Linked DNA regions of Callithrix jacchus: region 2 is linked to region 1. Evidence: chromatin contacts called from public Hi-C data. All regions are on one chromosome and are shown on one strand. The core of a region is the stretch at or near the end of the contact, and the rest is flanking DNA. Distances in the headings are between cores, read along the strand shown.

What was found. A called contact is a pair of places that touch in the nucleus more often than the background predicts.
Region 2: a Hi-C map of skeletal muscle shows a contact between it and region 1, with 3 times the contacts expected there. The contact joins the promoter of ITPKB here to the enhancer-like site in region 1. A contact is called at or near these places in 3 of 3 Hi-C or Micro-C datasets (induced pluripotent stem cells and skeletal muscle).

What each region holds. Positions count from the first base shown.
Region 1 is chr19:22,441,293-22,445,414 of calJac240_pri, forward strand. All of the region lies in intron 3 of LOC118149565, which reads left to right. Among named protein-coding and RNA genes, the nearest start is that of PSEN2, 26 kb to the left of the region's middle. Within about 2 kb of position 1,864, at least 6 of the 16 cell types and tissues checked have an H3K27ac peak or open chromatin away from gene starts, as enhancers often do.
Region 2 is chr19:22,517,324-22,521,445 of calJac240_pri, forward strand. It overlaps ITPKB (inositol-trisphosphate 3-kinase B), which reads left to right and starts at 2,281. Exons shown (of 8, transcript XM_002760576.6): 1 at 2,281-2,556; 2 at 3,947-4,122.

The sequences.
Region 1 (4,122 bases), core at 614-3,113:
AAAAATACAAAAAATTAGCTGGGCGTGATGATGGGCGCGATGATGGGCGCCTGTAATCCCAGATACTTGGGAGTCTGAGGGAGGGAGAAATGCTTGAACCTGGGAGATAGAGGTTGCAGTGAGCCAAGACCGCCACTGCACTCCAGCCTGGGCAACAGAGTGAGACTCCATCTGAAAAAAAAAAAAAGATAGTGGAATTACCGAACTGACTGGTCATTCCACTTTAAATTTTTTGAGGAACTGACATAGTGCTTTTTACAGCAGCTGCATTCTATATTTCCATTAACAGTGGATAAGAGTTCCAATTTCCCCATCCTCACCAACAATTATTTTCTTTCTTTCTTTCTTTCTTTCTTTAGGTTTTTTTTTTTCCTGAGACGGAGCCTCACTCTGTCCCCTAGGCTGGAGTAGTGCAGTGGTGTGATCTTGGCTCACTGCAACCTCCATCTTCCCAGTTTAAATTATTCTTCTGCCTCAACCTCCTGAGTAGCTGGTATTGCATGCCACTATGCCTGGCAAATTTTTGTATTTTAAGTAGAAACGGGGTTTCATCACGTTGGTCAGGCTGGTCTCAAACAGCTGACCTTATGATCCGCCTGCCTTGACCTCCCAAAGTGCTAGGATTACAGACGTGAGGCACCACGCCTGTCTATTCTTTCTTCAGTTTTTTGATAGTTGCCATCCTCATGGATGTGAGGCAGTGCACACTTCTGCTTTTTAAACTTCATTAAAACCCTGGTGTTTTTTGGCCACAGTCCTTTTCTTTCAAAGCCTAAGTGGGCACTTCGGTGTTCAGCTGTATATTTCCCCTCTAAAATATGTACAATAGGAGTGTGTTTCTTCTCCGACTTAGGGGTAACGGAATTGATGTTTTTAGGTGGGACAATGATTAGCCAGCTGAGACATCTGTCCCCTCAGAGAGTGCCTGGAATGATTCAGCCAAATTTCCTGACTTACAAGGGGTCCCTTTTTACTTTTAAGTCTCCTGAACACCTGTCCCAAAGATGACAGATGGAATCTTGGTGCAGCTGTCGGAGGTGCTCAGGCACCCTTTCAGGTTTTATGTTATGTGCATGTGAATTTGGTGGTAGGGACCTTGGCATCACTGAAAAGTAATGAGAAGGGTCTAAAGTCTGTAATTATAGGACGGGGGCTGTGGCTCACGCCTGTAATCCCAGCACTTTGGGAGGCCGAGGCGGGTGGAATACCTGAAGTCAGGAGTTCGAGACCAGCCTGTTCAATATGGTGAAACCCCGTCTGTACTAAAAATACAAAAATTAGCAGGTGCCTGTAGTCCCATCTATTTAGGAGGCTGAGGCAGGAGAATCGCTTGAACCCAGTAGGCAGAGGTTGTAGTGAGCTGAGATTGTGCCATTGCACTCCAGCCTGGGCGACAGAGCGAGACCCCATCTCAATAAATAAATAAACAAATAAAGCCTGTGATTCTAGAAGGTAGTCATTATTACAACATCATACATTACAGCAATGTATCCTAAAATTACGTTGAAGTTCGTAAAACACAAGTGGAATAATTTTTCCTTTATTTCTGTATTGAAATAAACAAAGGTCTTGAGGAGGAGGTGTCCCCAGGGTCTCACCGTTTGGTTCCCGCCTGGAAGTGGGCTCAGCCCCAGCCCTCTGGCCCAGGACCAGGGCCGCGAAGCAGCTTCTCTCCCGCTAGAGGGCGCTGGGCTCCTTGGTTCAGATCGTCTTTGGGACTCCGGGCAGGCCTCTGGTTCTCTTCCGGTTTGACTGGGCCTCCTGGGCTCTATTTTTAGGCCTTCTTGTTGGCCTTGGGCGTTCAGACCTAGAGACCCCGCTGAATCAGGGAACAGCACAATCTCTCACAGGATGTGGGTGGTGACCCCTCAGGAGTCAGGGTCCCTGTGAGGGTGGGGTCACTGTTCACAGAGCACCAAGGCCCACGCGGGGTGAGGCAGGGAAGAAGACCTTTTTTTCACGTTTTGAGATTCGTTCTCACACTTTGCTCTCATATACTTTTTCAAAAAATAAAATTTTAGAAGAAAATTGCTAGCGGCCAAAGGAAAACATTCATCTGCATTGCCTTCTCCTACTGTACTTCCTGAAAAGTTGAAAACTGTGTGGGAGGCGCAGGAAGCCATCCTTTCTGCCTCCTCTCTTGCTGGCGCGCCCTCGGGCAGCGTTTGGGCTCTGCAAGCGTTCGAGGCACCAGTTCTGAGAGCAGGCGCCGCGCCCACCGTTGGCGCTTCCCCTCCGCAGAGCCGGGCGTGGCCCAAGAATCTGCCTTTTTGGCAAACACCTCCTTGGCACCTCAGGCGGGTAATCCTCAGACCGCCCTTTGACGCACTTTCCCCTGGACCCATGTCCTCTCTGATGCTCTTCGCTGACTTCTTGCAGCTCTCAGAAACTACACTCCCAGTAGGAAGCCGCCATGCAGGAATTCCACACGTGTTCATGTGTTAAGTTCCCTTTTCTCCTCTGTAAGTGTGAGCCCCTAGGCAGGCCCTATCCTGAGTTCTGAAGCATGGTGGTGTCTTCAGCAACCCCCACCTCGGTTCTAACCCCTGCTCCCCATTCCCTGCTCTCAGCCTCCTACTTCTGATGCTCGGGCCTGCCCTGTGCCTGGCAGCCTTCTAGATTTCTTTCATTTATTGCACTGAGCTCTTGGAAGAAATCTTCCGTCCTGCGATAGAAGCCCCCAAGTGAGAGTCTGTCTTTCCCTCTGTTTCCCTACTATCAAGGGTCTCACTCAGCTCCAACTCCAAACTCACAAACATGCTCACACTGTGTAGCTGTAACGACTGTGGTTCTCCAGCCATACCCCAGCAGTCAGACAACAGTTAATGTTCAGGCTTTGTGCGGTGCCTCCTGCTTTGATGGGGCTGGGTAAAAGCTGAGGTCACCCGGCAGGGCGGCTCATGCCTGTAAATCCCAGCACTTGAGCCCAGGGGTTTGAGATCAGCCTGAGCAATATAGGGAGACTCCATCTCTATAAAATAAATATATAATTTAGCCTGGCATGGTGGTACAGCCTACGGCCTGTAGATCCAGCTATTCAGGAGGCTGAGTTGAGAGAATGGCTTGAGCCCAGGAGGTTGAGGCTACAGTGAGATGTGATTGCATCACTGTACTCTAGCCTGAGCGACAGAGGGAACCCTGTGTCAAAAAAAAAGGAAAGCTGAGGTCAACAGATTTATGAATCAGTCATTACCTCACCCATGTCTAGGACAACTGGGAATAGAACATATTGAACAAAAATTCCACTTTGGAGGACTTGGTGCAGAGACGACAGGTAATTGGGAGAGGGGCTCCTGGCACCTGGGAGACTGACGCAAATGGTGCCTTTAAGACACACAGCTGCACAAACTGCGCATCTTCAGCATGGATGAGAATGCACGCAGAAGCACGGACATCTGATTTCCCATTTCCTCCGCTTCCCAGCTTTGGTGGCCTTCTTGCTCAATTTGCATACTAATTACTAAGTCTCTGGTAAGGCTATCTGCCTTAGGTCTGCTATCGAGCTATTGCGCTCTCGCATCCATTCTGCCACCAGTTTGTAAGTTGAGCCCCTCCGACTCAACTATCAGGGTCAACCTCTTTGAAGGGCTACACCTGAGCCTGTGGTCTCACCTGCCCCCACTCAAGTATCAATTCCTCAGCGTGAATGGCAGCCATTAAAAAGAGCTGTCTGTCAGCGCAGAGAGGTCCAGAGTTGTAGGAAGGGGGCTTGCAAGTTGGCCTGGCCCTAAAGAAGGTAGGCACCATGGCCCAGGTTCCAGACCTCAGTCTCACATGCCAAGAAACTATTTTGTCCATGGCCCAGTGGTGTGGGGACTCAGAAAGATCACACGAGACTGATGCATAAAGCCCTCACTTAAAATGAGAAATAAGATATTTGTGTCCTCATGACCAACCCAACAGGCTGGGGCAGGGCGCAGGGGGCTTTCCCTGGTGGTCATGCTCAGAACAAGTATGGTGGATTCCAGTATAAATGGCATGGCTCTCTGCTTGGATTCAGTCAGCCAGTATTCAGCTGGAATCTTCTCCATGACTACGCCAGTTATTAATGCTTGGCGTCTGTTCAAATTGATGAGTGTCTGTGCCACATCAGATCAACTGTTGTAATATCAGTTCCATATG
Region 2 (4,122 bases), core at 1,031-3,530, 76 kb after region 1:
AGTTGAGGAAGTTTCCTTTTATTCTTAGTTTCATAGCTTTGATTTTTAAACTTCAATTTCATAAGCAGGCAAGTGGGTACTCTGAATAGTTAGACAAAACTCCCCTACAGTTATAGAGAACAACTGAAAAGTTAGGCAAGCCTTCCCTACGGTTATAGATAATAACTATACAATATGGAGAAGTAGTGACAAGCACGGATTCTAGACCCAGACTACACAAGTTCAAATCCTGGTTTTGCCTCTTACTAGCAATGGGATTTGGGGACAAACTACTCACTTATTTGTACTATCATTTTTTCATCTGTAGAATAAAGACAATAATGATGCCTGCCTCATAGGGTTGTTATGAGGACAAAAATGTATACATATTTATAATGTGCCTAGAACAATGTCTCACAAATAAGTGCTATGTAAAGTATTCTTCTCATGTTCATTTACAATCACAGAAGGCAACTAGATTCTTTCAGGATGCAAGCCCGTTATGCTAGTTTCCAGAAATGGGTTTTATTCCATCTATTCCCCAATCCCTGCTGCTCTTGGTGGCACAGTTCAAATTTTAGACTGGTAAAATCATCAGCTAGCTTACCTCAAGCCCAAGGCAGAAATCCCTTCTGCATGTCACACCTGACAGCTGCTGGCTGCCTTTTGACCAATAATTCTTCGGGTTGACTGCACATTCGAGAACTCTGAGTTTCTCAACTACAGAAGGCTGATGATGTCAGGCTGTGAGGTGACAGTGAGGTTTCCCAGGGATTGGGAAGCTATGTGTCTGTCATTAATGTAATGCATTGCTAGGTACTTCTGTTGCTTCCACCATGACACCTGACATGGGTATTGGCCTCTCCTAGAACGAAGGCCCCTCAGACATGAATTCCAATGACTGGGTCTCCTGATAACTGGCAACTCCTCTTTTTTGCCCCTAGGGAACAAAATTAGGGTCAAGGAGAGGGCTGGCTTCTCTTTCTTAGGAATTGCTCAGGTCCTGAGTAACTGCTCAGAGCCCTGAATAACTCTGGGTTCTTTTTTAAAGTCCCATTGAGGGTAGGAGGGGAATTAGGTTCAATTCTTCCATGGCATGTTTTTAAAAATTAGAAAGTTTTCAACAATGTGCGATTCTCAGGGATTCTTGGCTAGGAGATATCTTTATTTCAGATTTAGCATGAACCTTTTCCTGATTGAGCAGCAGGTTCCTTTGCTCACTGAACAGTATTGTTACATTAACAAGCAAGAGATCTGTGTGCTACAAGCAAAGTCAAAATTTCCATCTGAATTTCAGCTAATCACGACATTAGGACCAATTCAGGCTTTGGATGTTTCAGTCTCCTGAGCCTTGCAGCTGTGTTTTCCCTCTTTCCACTAAATGCTGTAGTTTAAGATTTAGAGCTTTATGTAAAACACACTGGCAGTGAGTGCTGGGGCTTGAAAGAGGTAGGATCCCCTGCCCAGTAATGTTGGCTGATGTTCCTTCTCCCTTTTTTGCTGATAGTAAGGGAGAAAGGTTCTGGAAAATGATCCGGTCTGCAGGAGACAGTCTACAAAGGCCCACAGAAGCAAGGGGGTTTCAGACACTACCCGAGCCTTCTTAGTGCCAGGACTATGCTTCTTCTTAAAACAATTCTGAGAATTAAGTGCAAAAAATATGCGATGTCACATGTGCTGTGTGCAGTTATAAATAAATGTGGTATGTAAAGGTGTATTTATACATCTACCAATTGCACTGCAAAACCATCCCCAGCTCATGACCAACCAGTCTTCCGAAATACTACTGTGATGCACTTAAATCTGCAACTTTGCAGGAAGGTGACCTCAATGTACCTTCGAATTTGCAGAATTGTGAACAACAACACAAACCGTTCACATAGGATTTTAGCCTTTTTTAAATGCTAAAAAGGTCCCCGTGATTTGCTTTGTTTAAGACGTATACTCAAAACTTTATTAAAAACATTTTTCAAAACTAGTTTCATAAAGCTAGGCACATCAGCAAGCCTCCATCGAGGGGTGGAAAATGAATTGTATATCTTTAAACCGCAGAAGTTAAAAGGCTTTTTTTTTGTTGTTAGCTAACAATGGAAACTTTTTTTTTAAGTGTTTCCCTCCCTCGTCTTGCCAAGCAATAGAAAAAAAAAAAAAAAGAAGAAAAGAAAAACTTGTTCCGCTGAGTTCAACCCCAGACAGGCTCACAACTTCCTTCCTGCTTTCCTCCCCCAAGCCTCCGCCTTTCTCCCTCCTCCCTCCTCCACCCCCCCAACTTTTCTTTCTTTTTTTTTTTAATCGTACATTGAACAAACACTGAAGTTGCCCAGAGCAGACACTGACAGGGGCAGTATCTCCGCGGCTGAAAAGGGCGTGCAGGGCCGGCTTGGCGTCGCCACTGCCGGGATCGCCGGGCCCCTGAACCGAAGAGCTCTCCCCACTCTTTCGCACTCTTTTTTGTCTTCCATAGCTGGTGAGAAAATCATTTCTGAGCATTTGTACTTTTAAAGCCATCTCGTCTCTACGAGGTCTGCGACTCTGGGCATGTAGTCTACACAGGACCTGGAATCTGAGAAATTGCAGGTAAGTTTGGCGGCCTTTTAATGGCTCTCGCCTTGGAACAACCCTCTTTGCCCTCACTTTCTGCTCTGGAGCGAAACTCGGCGTTCCTGGTTACGAAACAGGGCAAAGGGGTGGGCTGGGGAGGCAAGGAAGGGGGTTTGATTTTGGAGGGTGACAAGGAGTGGCGGTGGGGAGACAGTAAGGAGAGACGAGGTCTCCGCATTTCTCCAACCCGCCTTCCGGGCCGCTCACTCCGCGCCGCCTACTCCTGCGCGCTCCAAGAGTCCCCAGGCTGGGGTCTCGGGGCGGCTCTGCCGGCGCCGGGCGAGGTTGCCCGGGATGCGGAGAAACACTGCACTCCGCGGCGCTGCCCTGGGTGTTACAGCGCGGGCTCCAGGTCCGTTTGCAGAGCCCGAGGCTCTGTGCTCCGAGGGCTGCTGCCTGGCTGCAGCCATGCACGCCCCTAAGTTCCTCCAAGTGGACGCGGGTCCGGGAACCCGCAGGGGCAGCCGCGTCCTCGGCACCAGTGCGCGCGGAGAGCGGACTCGCTCCGCGCGCGTATACACAAACGCGTGCACACAAACTCACACTCACACACACCCCTGCCTAGGGGACGACGGCAGGGGGGCAGCGAGTACTGGTTCCGGTACAGGGGACGTGTAGAACATCGGCCCCCGGCGCGCGCAGGCGCGCCCACACTCACAAAACACTTGTCTGGGGATAAGCGACACGGCCAGTGCTGAGAAATGCTTCGGCTGCTGCCCCGCCGCCCGCCCAGGCCTTCGTAGGCCGAGAGAGACAGCCCCAGGGCCAGGGTCAGGAAGGTAAACGGCGGGCACGCAGGCGCCCTCCCAGATCCGGGCGCAGGCAGCGGTTCGGGGAAGGCAGGTCCAGTTCAGGTTCCTTCCGAGCCAGTCTCTGATGCCCCGAAAGAGTGGAGCAGGGAGACCCTGAAGCCCAGGGCGAGGGCTGCCGGGTTGCCCTGGGTAGCCAATGTTTGCTCAGGCAGGGGAGACCCGGAGCCGGTGGCGGGGGTGTCCTCAGCCCAGGAGAGCTGGGAGTCAGCCGCGCCCCGCACACAGCATACTTAGAAACCAAGGAATTGGACCTCACTGCTCGCCGGTCCGCGTGGCTCCGGAGACGAATGTTAGGATTGGGATTTGAGGGGAACCTCAAAGCGCTTCGCAGCCTGGGGTGGGATGGGGGGCGGGGAAGCACACCCGTAACCGCTCTGGCGACCCAGGCAGCCCGGGCATGCCCTCGCCGAGCCTTGCTGTCCTGGTAGGTGAGATGCCGGTGGCGCCGGGTCCCGAACAGATTGGGTCCCCAGGGCTCCCTCTGGGATCTACAGGCGACCCCCAACCCCTCAGCACCCTGGAGAGTCCTGACTTTTCTCCTTGTATCTCCACAGCGGCACGGTTGTTTATGGAGATTTGGGCAAGGGCTGAGCCCGCTGTCGTACCCCCAGCCCGCCGCTCAGGCCATGCCGCCCCATCTGCGCGCGGAGCCGCGGCTGCCGGGCCTCCGGGGCTGAGCCGGGAGCGCCGGGAGGAGGAGGCGCCGGCGGCGGAGCAGGAGTTGGAGCCG